Regions from separate parts of the Mus musculus genome. Here all the other regions are linked to region 3. Evidence: chromatin contacts called from public HiCAR-type, HiChIP or PLAC-seq and Micro-C data. All regions are on one chromosome and are shown on one strand. The core of a region is the stretch at or near the end of the contact, and the rest is flanking DNA. Distances in the headings are between cores, read along the strand shown. Region 1 holds the start of Cbarp (calcium channel, voltage-dependent, beta subunit associated regulatory protein). Region 2 holds the start of Stk11 (serine/threonine kinase 11). Region 3 holds the start of Dapk3 (death-associated protein kinase 3). Region 4 holds the start of Wdr18 (WD repeat domain 18).

Evidence for each region. A called contact is a pair of places that touch in the nucleus more often than the background predicts. HiCAR-type assays count read pairs that join an accessible place to other places. HiChIP or PLAC-seq counts read pairs in DNA pulled down with a chosen protein or histone mark.
Region 1: a contact with region 3 is called in a Micro-C map of embryonic stem cells, with 2.8 times the contacts expected there. The contact joins the promoter of Cbarp here to the promoter of Dapk3 in region 3. A contact is called at or near these places in 4 of 39 promoter capture datasets (embryonic stem cells, hippocampal neurons and liver), 2 of 484 Hi-C or Micro-C datasets (B cells and embryonic stem cells), 8 of 115 datasets of contacts at active chromatin or transcription factors (Th17 cells, embryonic forebrain, embryonic stem cells and 4 more) and 4 of 9 other capture datasets (adipose tissue, liver, macrophages and 1 more).
Region 2: a FOXA1 HiChIP or PLAC-seq map of pancreatic cancer cells shows a contact between it and region 3. The contact joins the promoter of Stk11 here to the promoter of Dapk3 in region 3. A contact is called at or near these places in 1 of 39 promoter capture datasets (liver), 1 of 115 datasets of contacts at active chromatin or transcription factors (pancreatic cancer cells) and 2 of 9 other capture datasets (adipose tissue and liver).
Region 4: a contact with region 3 is called in a HiCAR-type map of astrocytes, with 3 times the contacts expected there. The contact joins the promoter of Wdr18 here to the promoter of Dapk3 in region 3. A contact is called at or near these places in 4 of 115 datasets of contacts at active chromatin or transcription factors (astrocytes, bone marrow-derived macrophages, cardiomyocytes and 1 more) and 2 of 9 other capture datasets (adipose tissue and liver).

Annotation. Positions count from the first base shown.
Region 1 is chr10:80,135,669-80,138,898 of GRCm38.p6, forward strand. Cbarp (calcium channel, voltage-dependent, beta subunit associated regulatory protein) reads right to left here and starts at 1,719. Exons shown (of 9, transcript NM_001195268.1): 1 at 1,620-1,719; 2 at 1,375-1,514; 3 at 1,206-1,270; 4 at 682-826. The coding sequence starts at 1,712. It also overlaps a transcript of Atp5d not described here.
Region 2 is chr10:80,114,488-80,117,767 of GRCm38.p6, forward strand. Stk11 (serine/threonine kinase 11) reads left to right here and starts at 1,308. Exons shown (of 10, transcript NM_011492.5): 1 at 1,308-2,420. The coding sequence starts at 2,131.
Region 3 is chr10:81,181,604-81,184,615 of GRCm38.p6, forward strand. Dapk3 (death-associated protein kinase 3) reads left to right here and starts at 1,404. Exons shown (of 9, transcript NM_001190474.1): 1 at 1,404-1,493; 2 at 2,373-2,472. The coding sequence starts at 1,481. It overlaps Eef2 (eukaryotic translation elongation factor 2), which reads left to right. Exons shown (of 14, transcript NM_007907.2): 13 at 1-22; 14 at 286-906. The coding sequence ends at 479.
Region 4 is chr10:79,958,878-79,961,715 of GRCm38.p6, forward strand. Wdr18 (WD repeat domain 18) reads left to right here and starts at 1,275. Exons shown (of 10, transcript NM_175450.4): 1 at 1,275-1,495; 2 at 2,125-2,235. The coding sequence starts at 1,286.

The DNA.
Region 1 (3,230 bases), core at 469-2,968, 1.0 Mb before region 3:
CTATCAAATGCTGGGGTGACAGGTTTTTGTTTAATTTCTGAGACAAGGTCTCTCTATGTAGACCAGGCTGGGCTTAAACTCACTAAATACCCACCTGCCTCTGCTGGAGACTGCCATTTGTTTGTTTGTTTTTTGAGACCAGGTCTCACTCTCTAGCCTGGGTTTGGCCTTGAACTTTGCAGCAATCTTCCTGGCTCTGCCCACCATGTGCTGGTGTTCTTTTTAAAGCAGGTCTTTGAAATACACCCATGGCTGACCTGGAACTCTCTCTGTGTATTTTCTATGCAGACCAGTCGGGGTCTGAAATTTGTAGCAATTGGGGCTGGAACCATGGCTCAGGAGTTAAGAGCACTATGGCTCTTGCAGAGGACCTGAGTTGGGTTCCCAGCACCTATACTGAGCTACTCAGAACCACCTGTAATTCTAGCTCCAGAGAGATCTGACACCCTCTTCTGGCCTCTGTGGGCACTTGAAACCACATGTACATACCCCCACACAAAGACATATAAATAGGTAAAAATTTAAAAATAACTCTAGTAATTCTCCTGCCTCAGCCTTGCTTAGACCTCGATATTGATACTTACTCTACTCTCCACCCTGCCAGCCCATACCAAGAGACCTGAGCCAGGATCCCCAGCTTTCATCACCAAGCTGCTGTGACCTCCCCCTGACTTCTCTCACCGGCGGCCCTTGTCCTGAGCCTTGCGGCTCTGTTCAAACAGGGCAGCCTCGTTGAAGGACACGCGGCGGCCGGTGGAGCTGGTGGCTAGGAAGCGCTCTGTTTCGGTGTCCTGGCCCTCGGGGTCTTCCCCCCTGCAGTCGGGGTCTGTGAGGAGAGCCAAGAGAGGGTGGGCCCGGGGTGGGCCGCGCGTGTCTGGCTGCCAGGCAGGCCGCTGGGCGGGGTGGGCTGGGAGGGGGGCACGGGCCGAGTGAGGGCAGGACGGGGCGGGCTGGGCGGGGCGGCGGGCACTCGCTCATCCGCTCACACACTCACTCGCTCTCAGCACGCGCCTGTGCGCACCTACGCCTGGGCGTTAAGGAAACAGAGATGAGTCGGACTCGAACTGCGCCCAGTCTGGTGGGGGAGACAGACAGACAGACCGTCAGGCGGCCCGAGGGGGCGGGCAGGGGGCCGAGGGGTGGGGCGCGGCGGGAGGCACAGTCAAGTGCAGCTAGGGGTGCTGCAAGCCGCGCGGGCCCCTCACCTTGTATAGGGTGGGTGCCGTTGTCCAGATAAGTAGTGGTGGTCTTCTCTGCTTCCTCCATGGCCCTGAGGAAGAAAGGGGAAGAAGAGTGAGCAGGAATGGGGCGTCTCCACTCTGAGGCTCTGCAAGCGCGCCTGGGCATGTGTCAAGTGGTTCCCAGGACAAGCACCTGTTGAAGCGCTGGTGCACCTCCCAGCAGCGTTTGCAGAGCAGAAGAACGCCAGACAGCACCACCAGCGTGCCTCCAACGAACAGCGACATCACCACCACCAGCAGCACATAGTTGTCCAAGATGGGGTCAGGCTCCGCCTGAGTCGGGGTTGAGTGCACAGGGCGGGGCATGTCAGGGCTCCACCGCAGAGTGGGGTTTCCATCCCACCTCTACCCCCAGTCTCCAGGAGTCACCCAACCCACCGTGGGGCGGCTGGTGGCATTGTCCCACGAAGTCGTCAGGGCAACAGTGGCGGTAGTGGCGGCCGCTGTGGCCATGGTGGCCGTGGGCTGCATTTTGAGGCTACAAGTAGGGCATAGAGCCAGCTCAGGTTCAGCTCTGCCGGCCCCTCCCCACAAGAGCCCCTGCAAGTCAGCCCCTACGTCCCCGTGCAGCAGCAGCAGCCGCCGTCACTGGGGTGACTCATGGACAGGTGGGGCCGAGTCTTACAATGTGAGTGCCCCCCCAACTCCCCATCCCCGCAGGGGTGCCTGGAGCCAAGGCTCCCCCCCCCCCCCACACACACACACGCCAGGACCTCTCTTTCGCCATCTTTATCACATAAAAGGTGTCATCGCGCTTGCGCAGCACTGTGTGTGTGTGTGTGTGTGTGTGTGTGTGTGTGTGTGTGTGTGTGTGTGTATGTGTGTGTGTAAATGTGGCTTTCCCAAATGCCAACCACCTCCCTGGCTGGCTGGGGTGGCCAGACCGGCAAGGTAGCGCAGCCATGCCCAGGAAAGGGAAAGCACCCTTGGAGGAACAAACACATGACGCCTCCACAGCATACTCAGGCAACATCCCAGGTGTCCTTCTTGTCTCAGGGTCTCATGGTGCAGAAAAGGAATTGAAGGTAGTGCACCTAAGGTGTGGGCGGGGCTGTACTAATGATTCCCCCACCCCCAGTCACGACTCGATAGGGAAAGGTCCTTGTTCCCCACACTGGTGGGAGTGCAAAGGACAAAAGACGCTCATCTGTTCCTGGCCTGAAAATTTTGGTTCCCATGGCGACGGTGCGCAGGGCCGCGCAGTGGCGGGGGGGGGGGGGGGGGCTGTTGCCAAGCAGAGGGAGGCGGGCGGGGGCGCGGGGGAGGCCGCCCACAGGGGCGCCCCAAGGCTTGGCCAAGATGGCTGCTCACCAGGCCTCTGCCAGAAGCGTGGAGAAACTGAGGCTAGGGCACATCATGGGGTGGGGTGGATTCAGAAGGGGCTTGTTAAAACTGCACCTGACTCAGTCCGGGAATGAAGATGATTCTGGAGTAATAAAGGCCATTTTGGCCATCCATCCCTACTTCCCACACCAGCGTGAGCATGCAAACCCCTTTCCCATGGAAGAAGAGCCCGCAGGCTCCACCGTCACCAGTGTTTTTCAGACTGGATGGTGGAGGAGTTGTGGGGCGAAACCTGAATAAACGATGTACCCCCCCCCAGAAGGCTACGTTTCCTCAGCGCACCCAGGCAGAGAGCAGCGGGCATCAATTTTGGTGGGTGGCATGGGGCGCATACGTAGGTCGGGAAATGAATTCAGGCTGGAGGGGGTGGGGCATGGTGAGGATGGTAATGAGAGGTGGGGGAGGAAGATGGCTGGAGACCCAAGGCGAGGAAGGCGGGGTCATGAGAGCCAGCGAGAACGCAAGCCTAGACATGGAGTCCCCACAGAACGTCCACCAGGCCCCCCAAGTAGGATACGGTGCGGAAAAGCGCAGAGAACGCGACGCCAGGCTCGTGAGGATCCAGGAGGCCAAGGCGACAACGCTCTCGCCCTGTCACTAGGGTAAACTGAGGCCAAGGGCAGGCATGGGCTGGCTCCCTCTCGG
Region 2 (3,280 bases), core at 58-2,557, 1.1 Mb before region 3:
CCTGACTCTGTTTGTCTAGTCTGTGTTTTCCCTGGATTTCTGTCTTCACGTCTGTTTCTCTGATCTTTTTTCTTAATTTATGTGCTTGCATAAGTCAGTTCTCTCCTCCTTTTAAGTCCTGAAGGCTGAACACATGTAGAGCAAGCACTTTTCCCACCTTTCCTGGAGTCTAGGTCTCTCCCTCCCCCAGGACTCTCCTGGCAGTACACCCCGCCCCCTAGTGGCCTCGGAGGGAACCATAGACTCACGGATCTATGGACCTTGTAACCGGCCTGTGCGTAAACTTGTGTGTAGAGGGAGTCAGGCAGGGTGAGCACTCGTCCCTCAATCATACTCCAACCCTTATTTTTTATTCGTGCAGTTAAAAAAGGGCACAGATAAAAATAATTAGATTAACCACCCAAAAACACTGCAGCAGGTGAGTTGAGGCCAGCGGCGACGTCTTACCCAGCCACCTTTTTTGATAACTGTTATTTAAAATTCTGTGTTGTGTGTGTGCGCGCGCGCGCCTACCACGGAGTCCCTAGGTTCAGAGACAGCCTGAGGGAGGCATTTCACTCTAGCCACCTTGTGAACTTACGGGGATCGAACTCATGAAGTCAGATTTGACGTCAATCGCCCGCAACCTCTGAGCCATCTCACCAGCCCAGCTGCTCTTATTTTGCACAGGAAACGCTCCTCTCTATGCCATGGATCTCAGAGGCGCTACATTAAGGCTTCAGGTTCGGGAGTGTCGACTTTGGGCTACTTTTTGACCTTTGACCCCTCCCCCAAGGCCGTTAAGAGCAAGCCTGGGCTGGATCTCTTTAGGGATCCACGAGCCTCTCTCTCCACCCTCCCCCATGCCTCCAGTCGCGGCCGTTCCCCGGAGGACGTTGACGCGCGTGAACTCTAACCGGAGGCCCGAAACTCCGAGGTCACCACAGCCAGCCCAGAGGTTTCGCTGGCCCGTCGCGCTTGCTGACGGGCGTCTGCGACAGCCACTGGCAAATAAAGTCCCGCCCCCACACACCAGGGCCAACCACTGAGGGGCGGGGCTTGAAGCCACAGCCCACGGCCGCTCCCTTACAGTCGCTTGCTTACTCCCATTGACGGGCGTCTCAGACAACCAATGAGAATTTAGATCACGCCTTCTCAGATGGAACCCGAACTGTCCAATGTCAGCTCGGGCGCCCACCTAGATCCAAATAGCCCAATCCTCGTTGGCGATTGAGGCGGGTCCGAAAGGTGGGGCCTAAAGCTACAGCCAACTGCCGCGCACGTCGGCTCCGCGAGGGGGCGTGTCCACCGTTGCGACGTGCGACGACGGCGCGGCGCAGGGCGGTAAACAAGATGGCGGCGGCGTGTCGGTCTAGGAAAGGGGAGGCGGCTCACGGCGTCCGCGAGTGAGGCGCGAGTCGCCGAGGGCGGCGCCGGCGTGGAGTTGTCTCTCGCGGGCAGCATCTTTCTGCCTGGAGTTCGATTCCCCCCTCGCCGCTCCGGCCTCCTGCCTGTCGCGCGGCGGCTAGGCGGCGAGGGGGACGCGCCGCCTGGGGTGGTTTTTTTCCCCCCTCGGTCCCCGGAAGATTTCCTGTCCGGATTTCGTGTCCGCGACTTGCGGGTGTCCCGGTGTCCCGCGTCCGGGTGGAGTCTGCGCCCCGAGAAGTCGTAGAACTAAGGGGCCGCGCGCGGCTTCGGCGCGGGCCGGACATGGACGGCGCGGACCGGCCTCGACGCGGCCGCCTGGGCCCCTGAGCGCGGGGCCCAAGTGGCGAACATGACCTAGCGGCCCGCGCGCCGCGACGGCGGACCGTCGCCTCCGTCGGAAGCAGCGTCCCCGGGGACCCGAATTGGGGGGACGCGAGGGTTGGGGGGGCTCATTGCTTTTTTTTTTTTCATTCTTATTTTCATTTTTTTTCTCCCTGAGCACCTAGAAGAAAAGGGGAAAATCAAAAGTGAAGAATTGGCGCCCAGGAAGCGGACGTGGACCCGGTTGTGGGGACCGGGAGAGTTGTGGAGGTCGTTCCTGTTTTTCCCCGTTCCTTTTTTCCCCTTCTTGGAACATTTGGAAGAAGCGGGTGGGGGGGGGGGAATTCGAACTTGAAAAGAATTGGCGCTCCCGAAGGGGACGAGGACAAAGAGTGGGCCAGGATGGACGTGGCGGACCCCGAGCCGTTGGGCCTTTTCTCCGAGGGCGAGCTGATGTCGGTGGGCATGGACACCTTCATCCACCGCATCGACTCCACCGAGGTAATCTACCAGCCGCGCCGCAAACGCGCCAAGCTCATCGGCAAGTACCTGATGGGGGACCTGCTCGGGGAGGGCTCGTACGGCAAGGTGAAGGAGGTGCTGGACTCCGAGACCTTATGCCGCAGGGCGGTCAAGATCCTCAAGAAGAAAAAGCTGCGCAGGATCCCCAATGGAGAGGCCAACGTCAAGAAGTAGGTGCCAAGGGCCTGGGGCCGACGCGGGCGCTGCCTTGAGCTCCTTGGGCAGCCCTTCCTCCTACTTTCTGGCTCTTCTCTTTCCTCTAACCGTTTTCTCTTCTCATTTCCTTCCTCCTTTTTCATCTCTTTCCTTTTACTGCCTTATCTACCCCATCTATCCCTGAGCGTCACCTCGTGGGGTCTGTATGTTAGGGCAGCCTGCAGGACTGTCCTAGCAGGAGGTCGTGCAGCCAACTGCGCCTCCAGCCCCCCTCTTTGGGCCAGGTCCTGGCGCAAGTCGCGCCTGGCTTCTTTGGCGGGCGTTGCCAGGCGGGTGGCTAGTTTGTTTACGCAGCTAGAGGGAACCGGTGGGGCCAAAAATAATGGTGAAGGGGGTGGGGGGGGTAGCCGGCCAGTGCTTGCGCAGGTCCCTGCGGTGTCGTGCGCGTAGTTGGCGTCGTTGGCCCGTGGGGACTCTTTATCGCCTGCTAGGCTTGGCGGAACTTGGAAAACTTCACCTACCGGCTTCCAAGAAGGGGCCTTATCTTTGGGACCAGCACTGGCCACACTCTGCCTAACTGACCTTGCCTCTGGTCCTGTCCCAGGAAAGGCTGGCAGCTTCTTGTTTTTGCCAGCTGGGCACTGCTTTGAGTGGTACGTACAGGAAAGGAAGGTGGACAGATATCCAGGATCAGATGTGTGGACCCAGGGGTGGAGCAGGGCAGGCTGGTGGCCTAGGCTCCTCTCAGGACCTCCTTGGCCTTTTTTGTAGGAGTGGTCTTAGGTCAGTCTTGCACTGGGGAACCTGGGCACCCAGCATCAGGTGTTCCTTCAGAGGCCTGAGCTTGGAAATTCCTGGCTTGAAATCATTGTCT
Region 3 (3,012 bases), core at 154-2,653:
CTGCCTGTCAATGAGTCCTTTGGTGAGTGTCTGGTCCCTGGGGTTTGCAGATAACCTGCAAGGCCTGTGTAATATAGCTGCGGGGTGCAGAACAGAAGCAGATTTCTGTCATCACGGCCAGCTTGCTTAAGGGTGCCAGGAAAGACAGAGCTACAAACTACACAGAGAAACCAAAACAAAGGACCCAGGAATCCCTCCTGGGAGGGGTGGCAAGACAGCTAAGCATGTCCCCCCCCCACCCCACCCCCCCAGGGAAGTCACCTGAGTCTCCTGTCTTCTGTCTAGGCTTCACCGCTGATCTGCGATCCAACACCGGCGGCCAGGCCTTCCCCCAGTGCGTGTTTGACCACTGGCAGATCCTGCCTGGGGATCCTTTTGACAACAGCAGCCGCCCCAGCCAAGTGGTAGCTGAGACGCGCAAGCGCAAGGGCCTGAAAGAGGGCATCCCAGCGCTGGACAACTTCCTGGACAAACTGTAGGCAGCCTGATACTGCCACATGCTGCACAGTGCCCACCCATCAGAAGACACCTTGAGACTGTCCCACAGTGCTCCTCTAGAGGCTGCTGGGGCCACCCTGACATCACTCAGCACTCACTTGCTACCAATTCTATTTATTTCGGAATTACAAGATAGCGGGAATCTCTCTGCAGGCTGGACTGGCAGGCTGTGGGGTGGGCGGGACACGGCTCTTAACATTTTCAGAGGGAAACGCGCAGATGTCCAAAAGTCTAAATAAATGCATTCAGAGGTTTTTGGGGTCCATGGCCAAGTGGAGTTCCCCCAGAGGGGGAGGTGGGGTAAGTGCCTCCAGGAAGGCAGGCAGCCTGCCTTAGACTTGCAGCCCGGCTGTGGGAATGAATCATTGGAGTAATAAACTACAGTGGTTGATCCACATGTGCTCGCAACTCTGTTTTGTACAGCGCACGCTTTCCTGGTTTTCAGGGTATCTGGCTACCCTTAGGTGGCCTGCGGTGATTCACACATAACACACACACTGCACCCCGTGCGACAGAATGGGTTTTATTGTGAGTTCACAGTACTGCCTCAGTCCATTCCACAAACTTGAATCACTCCATAGACCTGCACATCAGGGGTTTGGTCTGCGCATACCCGGCTCCAGGTTATTGGCTTTCAGCCTCTCGCGTTAGCCAATCATCAGCCAGGAGCCCAATAATGATGTGCTCCACAAGGGCGGTGTCGAGCCTTCCTGTGAATCTGTCAGGCTGGCCAATGAGCACTGGACTCTCGCCTAGCCTTGGGTGATGACGTCACTAGTCAACGTCCGCTTCCGCTGAGAGGTCAGATGCTAACCAATGAGCGTGTGCATTCAATTTCCGGTTAAAGTCGTAGTCCAATGAGCGCTGGTTTTCGGGTTTTGCGGAGGTGTGCCCCTGCGCTGTCAGCGCATGCGTAGATGCCGTCTCAGGATTTGTACCGGAGGTTCTCGCGGGGGCCTCGCTGGCACCGGGCGGGGACTCGATGGCTGAGGACGGTACGAATGGGCCGGGTCCGGGACGTTGTGTTGGGACCCAAGGGACACGCGACGAGGGCGGGAGCGAGGGGAGGGAACCCGCGAGGGGCATGGCTTTCTCCAATCTCGAGGGGTGGACCTCTAGGAATAGCAACACTGCTGCGCATGTGTCAGGTTTCCGGCGACACCCCTGAGTTCCGGGGTGCTGGTGGGCATGATTGACAGGTGAGGAAGCTAGGTAGGAATTTCAAGAGCCGGACGCTATGGAAGTGTTTCGAGTAGAGAACCCCACGCTGACTTGGAACTCTGTTTAATCCTCCAGCCTCAGCCTCTTGAGTGCTAGGGTAAAGGGCACCTGACACTGTATTGTGTTTTATAGTTTTGTACATATATATATATATATATATATATATATATATATATATACTGCTTGAGAGATGTTGTTCCGCTTCTTTTAGTTATATCTATGCTTGTTTCTGAGAGGGGTGTCACAGTGCCCGCAGGTACCTGAGGTTCCTGAAGAGAGCGTTAGAGGTCATCAGGCCTGGGAGTTAGAGATACTAGTGAGCACTGGAAACTGAACTTGGAGACTGTGCAAGTACAGCACCCACTCTTACCGTCTCAGCCATCTCTCCAGTCACTTGAGCTGGTCTCATGGAACTCAGGCTGGCTTGTAACTCACCAAGTATTTGAGTATGCTCTTGAACTCGTAGCCGTGCAGCCCTCCGCTCCCCAGTGTGGGGTGTCAGGTTTGCTCTACCATGACCAAATTGTGGGTAGAGGCTGTAGATGACCAAAGAAAATCTGGGGCAGGGGCATTGTGTGTCACATATGCTGGGGAAGCCTCTTGGGAGAAGTCGGATCCGTGATAAACATTTCCTGTTTCCTCTGTCCCTCCAGCTCCTGTGTCCCCAGAATCCTTCAGAAGGCCAGCCGCCATGTCCACATTCAGGCAAGAGGATGTTGAGGACCATTATGAGATGGGAGAGGAGCTTGGCAGGTGAGTGGCGTGGGAGGTGGGTGCCCTTCCTCTCCTCAGTGTCTTGAAGCAGTGGCCACAGAGTTTTCTGGTGGTACCACGCCAGACTTCAGGTTCCCAGATGACAGGGAACCTGAGTTCCTTTTCTCTCGTGTCCTCTGTGGAGAGAGACACAGAGACCTGTAGCTGCTGCCCCTGAGCCGGGGACAGTGCCTCGGAGCATTGTCTGCTATGGGATTGTTCTCAGCTCGGTTTCTTCTTTTCCCCCATGAGACAGAGTCTTACTATGTACTCCTGGCTGGTCTGGAACTTGCTCATCACAGAGATCCTCCTGCCTCTGCTTCCCAAGTGCTGGAGCTAAAGGATTGCACCACCACCCTGGCCTTGGCTGATTTTGATTTTGGTTTTTTAAAGGCAGGCTCTCATGTCCCCCAGATTGGCCTTGAACTTCTTTTATGTAATTACTATATTTTGTGTGCATATGTGTCTTAGTCACAGCACAGCTTCCTGGAGTCTGTGCTCTCCTCTCCCATGCGAGCCAGTTCCAGGGACTGAGCTCAG
Region 4 (2,838 bases), core at 25-2,524, 1.2 Mb before region 3:
TCACTAACTTCATTTGGTCTAAATAAAGTATAAAGATCAGTGGTTTATATTTTTGCTATAAAACAAGGTTTAAAAAGTAAACCGGGGGCTGGTGAGATGGCTCAGTGGGTAAGAGCACCCGACGGCTCTTCCAAAGGTCTGGAGTTCAAATCCCAGCAACCATATAGTGGCTCACAACCATCTGTAACAAAATCTGACTCCCTCTTCTGGAGTGTCTGAAAACAGCTACAGTGTACTTACATATAATAAATAAATAAATCTTTAAAAAAAAAAAAGTAAACCGGTTTCAGAGGGAAAGCCAGGAAAGGGGACAATATTTGAAATGTAAATAAAGTAAATATCTGAAGAAGAAGAAGAAGAAGAAGGAGGAGGAGGAGGAGGAGGAGGAGGAGGAGGAGGAGGAGGAGGAGGAGAAGAAGAAGAAGAAGAAAAGAAGAAGAAGAAGAAGAAGAAGAAGAAGAAGAAGAAGAAGAAGAAGAAGAAGAAAGAAGAAGAAAAGAAGAAGAAGAAGAAGAAGAAAAGAAGAAGAAGAAAAGAAAGTAAATAAACCGGTCACCGGTGGTGGAGGCTCAAGGCCACCCAGCACATAAAGAGACACTGTCTCGAAAAGAAAGAAGGAAAGAAAGAAAAAAAGAAGGAAAGAAAGAAAAAGAAAACAAAAGAAAGAAAAAAAAAAGACAAACCCAGCAAACAGGTAGCAAAAATACCTTCCACTACACAGAGGTAATACAGTGCTGACCGGCCAGGGACTCCCCAGTCTTCTACGCATGTGCAGGAATCCAGTTTTGTTTTGTTTTGTTTTGTTTTGTTTTGTTTTGTTTTGTTTTGTTTTGTTTTGTTTTGTTTTGTTTTGTTTTGTTTTGTTTTGTTTTGTTTTGTTTTGTTTTGTTTTGTTTTGTTTTGTTTTGCCCCGCCCCGCCCCGCCCCGCCCCGCCCCGCCCCCGAAGAAGCTCCTGGTGTTCTTTAACCTGCTTGGCTGGGTCTAGCATTACGCCTTTCGCGCACTGGCTTGTACGCATGTGCAGGTCGTCTGGCTACGCCCTCTCACCTGCTGCTAGCTCCGCCCCAGAGCCGCGAACTTTTTACGCATGCGCACGTTAGGGCTCCTGGAACCCGTAAAGCACCAGGCAATCAACAGCCTCCTCGGCTTGGTGAAGCTACCGCGCATGCGTAGACTTTCCAGTTTGGCCTCTAGGAGGCGCTATGGCCGTTCTAGTCGGCCAGGAGCCATCTTAACAGTCTCTCTAAGGATGATGGGATTCAGGGGCGGGACTGGCAGAGCAAGATGGCGGCGCCCATGGAAGTGGTGGTGTGTACTGACGCCGCGGCACAGCTCTGGAGCTGCGTGGTGTGGGAGCTTCATTCGGGCGCCAACCTGCTCACCTACCGAGGCGGCCAAGCGGGGCCGCGAGGCCTGGCGCTACTCAATGGCGAGTACCTGCTGGCGGCGCAGCAGGGCAAGAACTACATCTGCGCCTGGGAGCTGCAGCGTAAGGTGTGGGGCCTCAGCGTCCGCGGGGCAGCCGAGAGTCCTGGGGCGCCGCCAGGGTTGGGGTCCCGGCGACCCTGGGGTGGCTGCGTGACAGGGCGTACTCGGAGGCCGAGGGGTTTTCTCCTAGGGAGATGGCGCCAACGCACGCGTGCTCAGATGAAGATCGATGGCGAATCCGCTTTTGCACGCTTGTAGTGTTAGGGACGCCAATTTTGATGCAGAAGGGAAAATGGGGTCCGTTAGAGGTCATGCTTTTGGACAGCATGGCAGATCAGAGATCTTGAGGAGCCGCAGGAAGACAGAGACCGACGGCCCGTCCTTTTGTTACCCTCGTAAAGAGTCGCAGATCTTCATAGTCAGGACTGACTGAGGCCTGGGGTTACTGGTTCTGATGTTTCTGGAACACAGAGCTTCCTTCTTGTCCGCTGGGATCCCTACTGCTGAGCCCTGACCCTGCCCTTCACTGGGAGGTTCTAGGCAGTGGTTCTAACCCTGAGCCGCACCGACAACCCCTCACTTGAGCAGTCTGTCTCCCCAACCCCCTTACTCTTGCTCTCTGTACTAAAAACTTTAACCTTCCATTGCCTCCGTTCTGATACTCACATAGTTTGTCTTGTATCCTGTGTCCCTAGGATCAGCTCCAACAGAAAATCATGTGTCCTGGGCCTGTCACCTGTCTGACCACAGCACCTAATGGCTTGTATGTCCTGGCAGGAATTGCAGAGAGCATCTACCTGTGGGAGGTGAGAACAGCTTGTCACACGTATGTGTCACTTGGGAATGCTAGAGAGTAAAACTGGTTGGTGTCCAGTTTTACCTGAGGTAGGCAGGTGGTCTTGGAGATCTTACCCATGACTTCTGAAAACAAAAATGTGGCCATGTCTATAGGGTCCTCATTTGTGACTGAGATACAGGACAGTGTTCAACCTGCTGGTGGCTCTAGTGCTGTCGTGAGCAACCAGGAAAGAAACTTAGAAAAGGGCAGTGACCAGAATTAGTACAGAGGAGGAGGAGGCAGGAACCAGAAGCAGTGCAGAGGAGGAGGAAAGCATTTATTTACACTTGTGGTTTATATGAGGGAAGTCAGCGCAGGAAGCAGAAAGTCAGTTAACATCCATAGTCAGCAGCAAAGAGAAATGCTCCCGTGATTGACTACACTTGTTGCTCTTGCAGAGGACCTGGGTTCAATTCCCAGCACCCACAGAATGGCTCACAGCCATCCATAACTTCAGTTCTAGAGAACTTGACACCTCTTTTGATCTCAGTAGGCACCAGACTGCCCACTGCATGCACATACAGGCACGCAGGCAAAATACTCATAAAGGAAATAAACCTGAAAAAAGAAA